Linked DNA regions of Mus musculus: region 2 is linked to region 1. A link is a contact called in public Micro-C data. All regions are on one chromosome and are shown on one strand. Each heading gives the region's core, a stretch centred on a gene start, on an enhancer-like site or on the middle of the called end of the contact. The rest is flanking DNA. Distances are from core to core; before and after follow the strand shown.

Region 1 (7,026 bases), core at 1,720-4,219:
GCAGTCTCTGAGCTGCTGAGAGTGAGGAAAGCAAGCAGGAGCTTGGAAACTGGTTGGCAGCTGCTTTCTTGGGGGAAGTTGTAGTAAAAGCCTTAAGAATTTTCCTATCAAGAGCAACCTAGACGAGGTAACTCAGTCTAAGAACTAAGAAGTATATAAATAACTATGCACAAAAGGATTAGAGGCTCGTTATCAGGGAAGGATTAATTATAACTTAAACCATACTGTTTTATATAAAGTTTAACCATAGAGGAAATATTCATAATACTGAGTTTTTAAAACATAAGTTGAAATTGTTGGTTACCCAAGTAAGCAGCCCTGAAACCATATACATACAAGTTATAGTATATGGACTAAGCAGGTTGTCTTCATGTATTTAGAAACACACACACAAACTCTTAAAGAAACAGAGGCTATGAATTAGAAAGAGCAAGGGAGAGAACTGTGCACAGAAAGGGTGGGATCGGGGAAAGAAAAGAAGAAAACTATGTGATCGTATTTTTATTTCAAAAAATAATAAAGACCAAAAAAAACCCATAATTTGAGCCAGGTATTGTAAGGGGCTTGGGGTTATAATCCCAACACTTTGGAGGCTGAGGCAGGAGGCTGTGGGATTCAAAGCCATTCAGGATTGCACAACATTATCATATTGTCACCTCAAAACAAACACCTGCAGTTTGAAGCAGGCATTTAATCGCAACACCGATGCAAACTCATACAACAAAATGATGGTATTTATTACTGAATAATAAAGCGAATCACCATTTCTTTTGCACTTTCCCTTTTTTATTCCTAACATTTATTACCATATAAATTAAAAGTAATTAATAACATGTTCACTAGATTAAGGCAGCTTTGCTCAACCAACCAACGTCAGAAAGCACACCTCCCCCCAGCTAGCTCAGGTTATCAGGTACAAAGGCCTCCCTGCAGAAGAATCCCAAGCCCAAGCAAGTCTCCCTAATCATCAAAACCAATGAGCAAGGCTGAGCCGCAGCAGAGCCGTCTTCTCAGCTGTTCTCAACTGCCCAGCGAGGACCCACCCTGAGAAGATCTGCAATGACTCCTCTGCCTTCAGAGGTCCTATGTATTTAAGGATGGAGTAGGGGCTGAAGTGTCATACCCCAGGGCCACACAGAAAGGGGTCAGATTTATAAGTCCTTGAGGCCAGAGTCTGTTGTACTGGCCCTTAGAAATCTGTGTTGCTACTTTGGCTTTGTCCCCTGAGGATACAGTAACCTGCCCTGAATGTTGTATGTACTGGATCCAGTCAAGGAGAGCAATCCTTCCTTCTGCCAAGAGCAAAGAGGAAGAAAAATGACCTTGGCCTATTCATGCTTTCTGTCAGAGGAGGTCTTAGCAGAGTAACCAAGAGCTCAGGCAACCAAAACCAGCTGCCTGGCGAGGGCTCAGCATAAACTGAGCAGAATAACCACAAGGGGAAGGGTGTCTAGACAGCCTTAGTCAAAGTGAAAAGCAACCCTCCCCAAAACAGACTCCACCGGGCAGCTCCGGCAAAGGAGCAGATGAGAGACCATGTCAACAGTTCAGAAATATGCCATGGGTGCCCTGGCCAAACACAACTCAGAGGAAAGCTGTACAGTCTGGCCCACCTGCCAAGGACAGCCATGGGGAAGACTCCAGCAAGGAAGCAGAACCCAGGGACCCCACAGGGAAGACAGGTCCCGGGCAGTGCCTCCAGTGCCTGTCAGTCATCTTCTAAACTCCTGTTGTAAGGTGTTAAAACCTTCCTGTTCTTCTAAATATTCAACATGAGCACTTGGTAGAAGATGAAGGGGGCTGCTAAACAAGTAGGTCAATGGGGAAAGGAACAGATACACAGCCCTGGGAAGCCAGAGCTGTTCTGTCCATTCCTACAGGACTTAGAAAGGTAGAGAGAAAGAAGACCACTGGCCAGGACCAAATGCCTACCATGCAGGAAGCCCTGGGTTCAAGCCCTGCCCTTGAATAGAGTGGGCGCAGCAGCACACACCTGGAAGGCAGCACTTGGGAGGCAGAAGAGGAGAATCTGAAGTTCAAGTTCATTCTTCTCTACTAGCAAACTTGAGGCCAACCTGAGCTATCCAAGCCCTGCCAGAGAGCCTGGAAGAAGGACTGTCAGTCTTTGTACTTCTGTACCTGTGCTGCCTGCACATATTATGTATCTATCAGGCTTGATGCTACCTAGAGTCTGTGGAGGGAAAAAAAGAAGCATTAGAAAGAAAGGCAGTCTCGACTCTAGGGCAGCTTACAGACAAATTGAGGTGCCACATTAACGCCCTGCAAAGCCTATATGAGTACTGTAGGGTCTTCCGGAACGGGAATCCAAGTCAAAGAGAATACAAATGATAGTTTCCGGGGAACAGACATCTAAGAAAGACAGACAGGAGTCTCCAAAACTGAAGAACCTTCTTCCAGACATGCACAGGACAAGCTGGCAAACCAGAAGCTAGAAAAAACACCACATGATAGCACGGGCAGATGGAACCAGCTAGGAATGCACTAGGAAGCTCGAGAGGGAGTGGACAGCCTGCAGCAGGAAGTCTATTCTAATTTGTGACTCTGCAAAGACCCCTTGTGGCTTGAGAAGGGAGGGGAGAAAGCACCGACAAAACCCGGAGTCAACAGCTCTCTACCTCACCTCACGCCTACACAACAAGGAGAAAAGGGACTTTTTAAAGTTCAATGTAAAATGCACCATACAAAATCAGCAACCGGCCTGTCCCTTCATTCTTTCCATCCCTGCATTCCTTTCTCTAAAATGAAGGGTTGGGGGCCATGGGTGACTGCTGCTCGAAGCATTCTCCTAAGACCACATGTATTCCCCAGCACCACCCGGCCCTGGGCATGCCAAGGATTTTGGGCAAGTATAAACTCCATCAGCAGGCTAAACTGTTTATATGTTCTTGAGTTAAAAATACACCGCTCGGGTCAGCGTTAACACCGGGGCCTTATCACCAAGGCTGTTTGTGTGCTGGTTACACAAGGCTGGACTCTGACTTGCCCATCTTCTAGATGAGCCTCAATCTGCACACTGTCTAATGATACATCAGTGAGATTATAATAAAGCCACCAAATATACACGCATTTGAGAAAAACACTTTCCAAACCCAAGGATACTTTACTGTTTATAAATAGTTTACTTTTTTTTGATCCCCAAGCATATAATATTGGCAGTTGCTCCAGAAACCAAAGAAACACGCAACAGGGACACAAACCACAACCTAACAGAAACAATAAACAACAGATGGCAAGGCATATGTGCCTGCTACCACCTCCTCACCAAAGAGGCAAAGCACAGAGCAGTCCAGAAGCATACACTCCAAAATCACACTTTAGACACCACTAATAAAGCACCAACTGTGTGCCAAAACGGGGTAATTCAGGCCACTCGAGAGCAGAAGGGGCCAGTGACTGGCCTCAGGGAACTCAGACCTGAAAATACTACAAGGGCCAGGAACTGTCTTACAGCGTTTTTTTCTATTACGATCATGTGCAAGCAGACTAGACTTCCAACCTCAGCTACGGATAGGCCCTGACCAGTCCTCTACCAACACTGGACTTGATGTATAAAACATCCATGATATATTTCAACAGAATATTTCAAATTAGTTAACACATATATCCTGCTATAAAAACATAAACGGTTACAACTCATGTGGCTTCAACCACGTGTCAGGCATTTGTCCTTAAACGATCTCAATAAGGTGGGAACTTCAGTCATTCTCATTTAAGAAAAAAAAAAAAAAAAGGAGGCAAAGAGAAAATAAACTGTCCAAAGTCACTCAAACAAGGCCACGTTCCAGGGGTGCCACTCTTAATCAGAGATCACAGGCTGTTTTATCTCCCAACCACAGCCTGTGACAAGAAGCTCACAGATGATAGTGAGTTTTTCTCACAGAGTCCGAACCATGGATGCTCTAGGGCCTTTACTGGCAAACAGAAGCTGAACTGACGTAAGGAGCACAAATGTTTAGGGAACTCAAACTCCGAAGTCACACTTGCTGTGGCTAATGATTCTGCCTGTGATATTTCTGAAATGTCAGCGGCCCCCAAAACGAAGAACAGGGGGCCCAGTAAGTAAGTTAGCTGTGGTACTGCATCCAAATATGGACATTCCATTTGAAGAGTCACAATCGCATGGCCAATCACTCTGCTGGTTTAAATGTTAGCTTGTTTGTGTTTTTTTTTTTTTTTAACTCTGACTACACTTTTCCAACTGCACTGTAACTCTATGTATGCGTTTATATTTCTTCTCCATCTAAAAAGAACGCCGTTTCCCAACATACAACTCCCAGACGTAACGTTCACTGATGACTCTACAGAACAAGTGTTCTGAGACATCAGCTCCAAATAGAGGAAGAACTTGGAATTCCCTTCTCCCTCAGAGCTAGAACTTGCCTAGATCTGCTCTGCTCGAACAGTTTGTTTTCAATTATATCTCCAAATTCTTTAACAATAACTGTGCAGCTTGCGGCACCAGCACATCGGAGCCTTTGAAGTGGTTCTCAGGCAGAACGGAGAAAATGGGAGAGGAGGAGGAGGGAAGGGAGCACTTGCCATAATGTTGGTTTTATGTCCCAGATTCTCTCTCGAATACAAGCAAAGTCCTGACTCCAAGCTAAGAAGCACTGCTCCCCACCTGACAGAGGCCACTGTCACCCCTTTACCTCAATGGGCTATGAGGGCAACACAGATCCCACACACGGCAGTACCTCACAGCTAACCCCCACTCCATGTGCCTTCAGTCCTCTCCACAGACCGGACTGAAACAACCACAGTTCCTATGGCCTCCCCAACTAACTGAGGTAAAAAGTTACCTAATAGGACTGAGAATCCTCTGGGAGAAGATCAGACACAAACAGGAAAGACACGGAAGAGCACAGGAGTAGCAGAAAATGGCACTCTAGATTAAGCTCGTACAAGGGTGGGAAAAGCATTTGGGCTATTTTGATCTTAAACAACAGGACAGAAAAGGGCTGCCTTTTCACTTGTTTTTGTTTGTTTGTTTGTTTAGACAATAACAAAGGTAGTCCAGATTGGGTTCAACCACAGTAGGTGTTGGCCTTGTACTCCTGATTCTTCTGCCCCTCCTCCCCAGTGCTGAGACTACAGGTGTAAGGTTATACACATCTAAGGCTGCACATGTGTCATGTGTGTACATGTGTGCGGGGTGTACATACACGTACATGTGCAGGTCAGAAGACAACCTCATGTGTCATTTGGTACCACCTGACCCGTTCTTTTCTCTCTTGCTGGTCTGTCAATCATTAAGTAGACGAAAATGGTTGCCCAGTGAGCCCAGGGCTCTATCTGCCAGTCTCTGCCCTTCCAGCACTGGCATTTCAGGTGCAAACTATTAGACTTGGATTTTGTTACATGAATTCTGGGAATGAAACACAGGATCTCGTGCATGTTAATATCTGAGCTATCTCCTTGGCGCCTAATGAGATATTTTTTTTAAAAGAAGCTTTTTGGACTACTCACTCCTAAAATAATCTCTAATTCCTGCTGAACTTATATCAAGAGGTTCAAAACACCACTACCTGGCCTCCAACTTCACCCCATTCATGGTGTAGCCCCAAACAAAGCTCAAACTCCCTGAAGCATGATTTCAAGAAGAGAACAGAAGAACACCCTACGGCCTCATCTCATGAAAACATACAAAGTAAGAATTGCATAAAAGGAAGAGCCCAACAATCTCCAGCGAAGACAACAGATGCACATGGAAGGAAGGTAGCTGTGAAGAGCACAGAGAACGGGCTGCAGAAATAGCTTAGCAGATAATGCATGCATGCTGTGTGTGCGCAGAGCCCTGAGTTCAGATCTCCAGCACCGGCATAATTAGTTGGATGAGGATGCGCCTGTAACCTCAGCACCAGGTTCTAAATGACGCCTTTGGCCACCTAAGTTAGCCTAAAGAATGAGTCTCAGCTTCATTGACAGACCACTTCAAAATAAAGTGGGGAGCCATAGAAGAGAGACACCCAACACTGGCCCTCCAGACTCCCCCACACCTACATCCACACCCACAGAAACAAGAACACATGCACACATACAAACACAAATAATTATTTAAAATAAAGAATACAAAAAACAAAAGCTACTAGGTCCTCCACGGAACTCCTATTTGGCATAAATCAAGACTTTCCAAAAACAATATTAGACCAAAAGGAAACCCATAGATGGGTAAATTTGGTATCTATTGAACAACAACAACAAAAATAGACTGGAGAAATAAATAAAACAATTTTTAAAAAGGAAGTGAGCGAATACAAAAATTGGAGAAAGAAGTCACTGATTTGTACAAAAGTCAGGCTACTGAGTGTCCACACTGAAAAGCACACAGAAAAGCTCCCAGGGAAAATGGCTTAAAGCTACTCAGAATCAGCCATGTTCATGCATACAACCAAAGGCAAGCTGGCTCCAGAGGACAGAGCTGTGGGTGTGGCCTTCCTTGCAGCTGTTGCCAATGAATCTGTACTCTCAGCCCATGGAGCTGAAAGATTAGCAGGCTGGGGAAAACTTCACTGATCCAACTACTCCATCCGTGGCCTTCGGTGGCCCTAAGAAAACCCTACTAAAATGACCCTGGAACTTCTTGCCTTTTCTCTAAAGCTATGTTCCTCAAAAGCTAAGTCAAAGACGTCAAGCTTGCAGGTCCCGTAGTTTTCTTTGGCCCAGAATCCTTTATCTGGAATGCTCGGGACCACAGTTTTCCAGATCTCAGATTTTTTTTTTAGTTCTGGGTTATTTACATGAGGAGTCTATCCGAGTCTAAACATGAATTCATTTATGATTCATATACACCTTATACACATAGCCTCAAGGCAACTTTATACACTAATTTTAATACTTTTGTACATGAAAACGAAGTTCCCAGTACGGAATTTTCCACTTGTGGTGTCATGCTAGCGCTCAAAACTGTCAGAATCTGAAGCATTTTGGACTTTCAGACTGGGGAAGGTCCGCCTTGCTTTAAAGTGCACTATTTGCTTCTCCTTAGTAATACCAAAGGCTGAGTGA
Region 2 (7,026 bases), core at 3,015-5,514, 95 kb after region 1:
TTATATATTTTATATATTATATATTATTTTATATATATTCAAGAAAAGAATAACTAATAGATGAAGGCTCTCAGAACTAATGCAGGGTGAGCTAGGTTGTAGAGAACACTGTAGTTAAGAACAATGTATTGTGTGTGTGTGTGTGCATGTGTGTTCGTATGTTTGTGTTGAGGCCAAAGGGAAGCCTCAGGTCTCAATCTTTGGAAGTTACTCTTTGACACAGGGTCTGCCACTGGCCTGGAACTGGCTAAACAGCCTAGGCTGGACAGCCAGCAAGTCTCAGGCTTCCTCCTCCCAGCTTCTCCTAGCCTACTTTTTCTTTGAATTAGGATTTATTTTTAGTTTATGTACATTGGTATTTTGCCTGCATGTGTGTGTGTCTGTCTATGTGAGGGTGTCATATCCCCTGGAATAGAATTGTGAGCTGCCACATGGGTGTTGAGATTGAACCCAGGTCCTCTGGAAGAGCAGAGAGTGCTCTTAACTGCTGAGCCATCTCTCCAGCTTCCTCCTGGCCTATTTTTTTTTTAAAAATGGGTTCTGGGGATCACACTTTGGTCCTGTTTTTTCCTTGACTGGTCTGTTTCCCCAGCTTTATCCCATGGTATTCTGGTTATAAAAAAAGATCATGCTGTTTCCAAAGGACTTTTACCTTTTAGCCTTTGCACTAATACACATACGCGGTGCAGCTAATCTAACTCTATCTTGGCTTGCTCACTTTTCACTGGTTACTTTGACATTTTAAGATTTTTTTTTTTTTTTTAAACAGACATCAGATGTGAAACAATGAACATCAGGGTGGAATTTCTTTGTCTGCGTTTTGATTGAGGCTTAATTTCTCTCCTTTCAGAAACATGAGGCTGTTAGAAGGGTGGGTCTCTGTGGGTGATTCAGATCAAAACCCTTTTGGTCTGGGAAGCCTGAGCACCAAGATATTTTCACGCTGGGATTACTTGTCCAGATGGCCCGAGCACAATTTTCTTGGCATGCTTGTAAGAACACAGGAATTTTCAGGGGGAAACCAGAGAGCGTAGTAGGGAGGAGAATGGGTGGGGGAGGCCAAGCTGGGGCTGAGAAGTCAGAAGTTGTGCATGTCAACAAGTGTCATTGGCCAGGAGCTAGGGTCAGTCCACTGCATTTGGAGGTAGGTTTCTCCAGCATCTCCTCTGCAGAGTGGGAGCTACCCGTCTATTCAAACAGAGGAGGGACCAAGGAACCAGAGGTAGTGACCGGAGCGTAAATGCAGCCCACCAGCGAGCAAGTGCTGCTAACCAGCGGTCATGTCGTGAAATCCGTAACCTGTTGGTGGTTTTTAAGACTGGGTGTTGACCTGAGAAAGAGTCAGGAAGGGGGAGTCAGACGGCCATGTGTCTGCTGACCCTATGGAAGCAAAATCCCAGGTTTCTACAACTGCCCTGGAAGTCACATGCTGAGGAACTGTGGTACGTGTGGGAGCTGCAGTCCTTAAGTTCTTGCCGCCGCCAGGGTCCTTAGGAGAGGAACCAAGCCTGGTTTGAGACCCAACTCCAGACTGGCATCTTGATTTCAACCCAGAGAGGCATCTGTAGATTCATGATGCCACATCGGTGTCCACTCATGATGCATTATGGAATATGTACGGCAGTGTGTAGACTAGAGAATACACTGGACATAATACACTGACCGTGTCTGCGTTGAAGGCTGAAGGGGCAATGCGGAGTGGCATGAAAGCGAGTGAGCGCTTCCTAATGAGCTCTGTCACTTCCCAGCTGGAGGATGTTAAGTAGGTCCCCAAGCGTCCTTCATTGGTGCTTGCTCTCATGTATAAAGTGGGATGGCAACAAATAGATGAACAGACTTCGATGAGGAGTAAATGAGCTGCACCCACTGGTGTCTAACCACAGTGTACAGCAACTGAGTTATTGTTGGCTATGACTTAGATGACACCTGGTGTGTGATGTGCCCTGGGCAAGGGGTTTTAGCATACTACGCTTCATAGAACCTCTGTGCCAGGAGAAGCATTGCACCCGTTTGACAGATCAGGAAACAGATTCAGAGGGATTCATTAACTCTCTTAAGAATTCTGGAGCTCTTTTGCCTTATCCCTATTTCCAAAATGCTTAATCTCTTAAATATTATTAGTTCCCTATTCGAGATGAAAAGGTGACGGGCCTAGTTCCTGCCTTGAGCATACAGACAGTAGGAGACTGGGATTCAAAGACTCTAGATCTTTGAAGCTGTCCAAATGATCTCTTGTCTTCCAGCCCTGGTCTCTCTTCCATGGGCTCTCCAGTTTTCCTAGCATGTTTGGGGACTTCTTGGTCACCCTCAGACTTGCTGATCCCACAAAGCAGTGCCACATCCGGCTTGCTCCATTCTCCCAAACGCTGTGCTCGTGTCCAACTGTGGTATGCCCCCTGCGAGCCCTCAGGAACATTTGTTACTGGAGATCCTGCCTTTTACAGACTCAACCAGAAGGGCATGTGCTGAGGTCCAGAGAGCAGAGGACGGGGTATTGCCACTCTACTCTAGGGAGCCTCAGAGTCAGCGGAGGACACCCCAAGACCAAGTTTTCAGCACAAAGGAGATTTATTTGCCCTGGAGGGACAGAGGGCAGGGGATAAGAGAGCAAGACAGGAGACAGAGAAGAAGGGAGAAGGGGTAGGAGGACAAGGGAGACGGTGGAGGGATATTTGTCCCTGGGGACAAAGGACTGCCTCTGGATAGAGAGGAGACAGAGGTGGCTCATAGGAAATCGGCAGTTATTTATAAAGGAAACCTCTATGGTAGGATGAGATGTTTAATTTTAATTGGGCATGTTAATTAAAGTGGTCCAAAGGGGACTTTCGATTGCTGGACTTCAATACTTTAATAGCTGGACCTTGGTAGTCAAGCCCAGGAAGAGGAAGTGGCCAAATAAGGGAATAGACCTTGGGGGCTAGCTTTAGGGATGTAACTTAATGTTTTTTTTTTTGTTTTTTTTTTTAGCAAAGCAGGGGGAATGGGGGAGAAAGGTAAGAACTGCCAGGGCCAAGTTTGCCTTGGTCAGGCTGGCTAGAGTGCCTTCATCTACAGTGCAGTTCTCATGGGTGAAAGAGCATCCTGCCCCAAATACCCACAGCACTTAGAAGTTCTGTGCTTTGCGGCAGGCTGCACAATATCTCTTGCAGCTAACTCTATGTTCTCAGTGACAGACAGGAACTTAAACACACATGTCCTTGGAGGAGGGCCAAATACCTGGGCAAAAAAGAATCTTAGATTAAAAAAAAAAAAAAAAGTAAGGTCTTTATTTTTCTTCTCCTCCCCAGTGGTTATGGCTTCTCTGCATCCCCACCCCCAAACTTTTAACTGTTTTCATTCTGTATTCACTGGAAGAACCTAGAAAATGTCAAGAAATCAAAACGAAAAGACTCATAGCTTTATCACTCAATATAAAAGCTGCTTAGTTTTAGTATACAGTCTCCCCCCCCCCCCCCCCCCCCCCCGTTTAGAGACTAGGTCACGTGTATCCCATGCTACTCTCAAAACAGCTGAGGATGACCTTGAACTGATCTCCTGCCTCTACGCCCTGACCCCTGTGTCTATAGGTGTGTCTCACTACATCTGGCTTATGCAGTGTTGCTGCTGGCTTCCTGCATGCTGGGCGAGCACTCTACAAACGGAGCCACATCCTTAGTCTGGCAGTCTTATATTTTTATATATATATAAAAATGAAATCACAAGGTACATAGAATGGAAGTGTTTGTAAGTTAAGACTAATTCCCGAACATTTATCTATTTATCTACCAAACACCACTGGTTTCCATCTAACTGGCCAGTGTATAGAGGAGGAAACCATCTCATAGTGTCATTAGGTTGGACCACAGGTTGCTGTCCCCAACTGTGGCTCAGCCACTGCTCTGTTGTGGAGCTTTGGAGCCTTCCCCTCTGCCTCCTCCTTCCCTCCCTGTTTCCTTCATCCCTTCTTTTTCTTAATTTCTTTATCTCTCCTCTCTTTTCCCCACTCCCTCTCTCTTCCTCTCCTTTGCTATCAGAAATACCTCTACCCTGAACATCTCTGTGACTTGGCCTTGGCAGGCATCCCTAATGACGTCTCTAAGATGACTCTGGCTCTCCATGCTCTGGAAACCACCTACTTTGACTGAGGTCACATGGCCAGCAGCAAGCCCGCAAACACTGCAAGTGGAAAAACTGCAAGTGTTTGCCTCTCCTAATTACACAAGAGCTTCCAGGTTGTAAGAGGCGAGAGGCCAGCCAGTTCTCACTGGACATGTGGTTTCCACGCTGTCTCAGCCTGCCGGGGCAAGCCGGCCTTTGGCAGGGAGGGAGTAAGGTTAAAACCTCTTCTGCCAGAGGCTTCCCACAATTCCTACCTTCTTTTTGGTACACAGAGAAGATTCTGGGCATCCACGGAAGGCTAAAGTAGCACAAGGGAAAATTCAAAGAGAAAACGTTAGCTTGACGCCAAGCCATCGTTCCTGTATATGTCAAAGCCTTACGTAAACTGCTGGAGGAGACAAAAGACAAGATCTTTTCCTTTCTTTTCGTTCTAAGCTCTAGAAATTCAGGAACAACCTGGGTCTAATTTTGCAACCTCTGTGAGGGTTTGGGTATGGCAACCTTGTGATCTTGCTTCTGGAATGATCTCAGAATCTATATCAAGGTTCCTTGACCTGAAGGGCAAAGATGGCACCAGCCCAACTCGGGGTACATCTGAGGACCCATTGAGGGTAAAACTGGAATGAAGGCACTAAGGATGACGCTGGAAATACCAGGTGCTCCTCCTTTTACTTATGACAGCTGTTGAACTGTCTCAAGCTCAAAGTCTGAACCTGAAGTTTTCCCCAGGTGAGCCAAGGACAGAGGAACAAGATGTGTTTTTGCCAAACAAGAAAACCAGCTTATAAATGTGGGAGGCAACTTCTCGTGTCTGGCTCTCAGGACAGGAGGGGCTAAGATGCAGGAAGAAGCCACCCAGCCCCAAAGCATTTAAAATCATGTGGGTCCCCACCCTTGCCCCCGGGCATAAAACCTAAGAAGGAGTCCAAGGGCAGGGGAGAATGTTTTGTTCAGACTATAAAACTAAGCCAAAAGTGCAGGTTGGAAAGGAATTACACTGCTTCAATACTGTGCAAAAGAATAGACGATAAATCTACTTAGAAATGATGGGAGCGGTCATGTGGTGGTTCCAAAAAGCCCCGCTCCAAGTGCTGAGGAAGAATAATGGGATCCCTGGCCCCAGTGTATCTCTCTTGTTAAATGTGCTTCCTGTGGCTTACTGTTAAAATTAATGAGCATTCCCTGAGAGGCTGGGGAAAGGTGACCTGCATGTTGGCGGAGTAAGGGAACCTCCCTTGGGTCAAAAGGCTTCTGTAGACATGTGGGTCACTGGGCACCATTCAGGACTATGGTAAGTTGTGTGGCTGGTGCTGAATCTACAGGAGCGCTGACTTCCTCCTTCCTAGGCAGCATATTGGGTAGATCCAGGCTGGCCTATTCATCAGTTCATTGAGCACCTAGTATAAGCCAGGCACTGTCTTAGGCAGGACCACAGTGAACTCATAAAATTCTCACCGTTTATGTTCTAGTTAAAAAACAAAAACCAAAAAACAATAACAATGTCCGTTCACCTGTAGAGTGACAAGACTGGCTCAGGCATAGGATGTGGTTCAGGGCACTGGGCTAAACATTCCAAAAGTGCGAGAGCAAAGCATCTCAGTTAGGGCTCCTATGACTGTGATAAAACACCATTACCAAAAGCAATGTGGGGAGAACAGGGTTCCTTTCAGCTTAGAGCTTGTAGTCTATCGTTCAGGGTTGACAGGGCAGGAACTCAAGGTAGGAACAGTAGCTTCCTAGGATGGCACTCCCTCATCATGGACTGGGCCTACCTATATATGCAGACCAGACTGGTCTCAGTCTCAGAGCTCCACCTTCCTCAGCCTCTCAAGTGCTGGGATTGAAGGTGTGCACCGCGATGCCCAGCTCACTTTGTTTTGTTGGACATGGTTTCTCACTGGCCTGGAACTTGCCAAGGAGGCTAGGCTAGTGAAGCAGCCAGAGTCAAGGACCCATGGGCTTCCTCTGCCCCAGTTGAAATTGCAAGAACGTCATCACCTTGTCTGGCTTTTTCACCTGGGTTTGGGGATCCCAGGTGAAATTTGGGTCCTAGTGTTCTCTAAGCAATCACTTTACCATGGAGCCACCTCTCCAGCCTAGGAAGGAAGTCAGCACTCCTGAGGACTCAGGACCAGCCACGCACCTTACACTAGTCCAATAGTCTCCTATCGTTACCTTTCGGCCCTCCTCCCTTCCCTCCTCCCTTTCTTCATCCCCCTTCTCTCTGCCTCTCTGCCTCGCTGTCTCTCTATCTCTGTTTCTGTGTGTGTCTATCTCGTGTGTGTGTATGGAAATATGTGTGGGTCTTTGTCTGTCTGTCTCTCTGTCTGTATCTGTCTGTCTTTGTCTCTGATTATCTCTCTCTGTATGGGAATATGTGTGGGTCTCTGTCTCTTTGCCTCTCTGTCTCTGTCTATGTCTGTCTATCTCTGTCTCTTTCTCTTTTTCTCTCTGTGTATGGGTTTCTGTGTGTCTCTTGGCCTCTCTGTCTATGTCTGTCTCTGACTCTGTCTCTCTCTCTCTGTGTTTATGGGGGTGTGGGTGGGTCTTTGTCTGTCTCTGCCTTTCTGATTCTGTCTTTTTTTGTCTCTGACTTTGTCTCTGTGTGTGGTATGTCTGTCTGTGTGTGTCTTTGTGTGCATGTGTGTGTGTGTGTGTGTGTGTGTGTGTGTGTCTTTATCTGGAGGCCAGAGGTTGACTTAAGTTGTCCTCCTTGATTGCTCTCCACCTTGAATGTAGAAGCAGGGTCTTTCATGTGAACCCAGAGCTGACCCAGTCAGTTAGCCAGTTCTCTGTGGGCTCTTTGCCTTCTGAGCACGGGAATTACAGGTAGGCTAATATGCCACAGGCATTTTTGGTTTTGTGGGGGACCTGAACATCAGTCTTCAACTGAAAAATTAAAATTTGGGCCTGAGCAAGTAGCTCAGT

The links. A called contact is a pair of places that touch in the nucleus more often than the background predicts.
Region 2: a Micro-C map of muscle stem cells shows a contact between it and region 1, with 2.3 times the contacts expected there. The contact joins two enhancer-like sites. A contact is called at or near these places in 4 of 39 promoter capture datasets (cranial neural crest, embryonic stem cells and liver), 15 of 484 Hi-C or Micro-C datasets (LSK cells, double positive thymocytes, embryonic stem cells and 7 more), 16 of 115 datasets of contacts at active chromatin or transcription factors (CD8 T cells, embryonic hindbrain, embryonic midbrain and 8 more) and 3 of 9 other capture datasets (adipose tissue, embryonic stem cells and liver).

Annotation. Positions count from the first base shown.
Region 1 is chr6:94,682,457-94,689,482 of GRCm38.p6, forward strand. All of the region lies in intron 1 of Lrig1 (leucine-rich repeats and immunoglobulin-like domains 1), which reads right to left. Among named protein-coding and RNA genes, the nearest start is that of Lrig1, 14 kb to the right of the region's middle. Within about 2 kb of position 2,970, at least 30 of the 459 cell types and tissues checked have an H3K27ac peak or open chromatin away from gene starts, as enhancers often do. A contact at or near this core is called in muscle stem cells, where this site is marked.
Region 2 is chr6:94,775,842-94,782,867 of GRCm38.p6, forward strand. No RefSeq gene overlaps it. Among named protein-coding and RNA genes, the nearest start is that of Lrig1, 79 kb to the left of the region's middle. Within about 2 kb of position 4,265, at least 63 of the 459 cell types and tissues checked have an H3K27ac peak or open chromatin away from gene starts, as enhancers often do. A contact at or near this core is called in muscle stem cells, where this site is marked.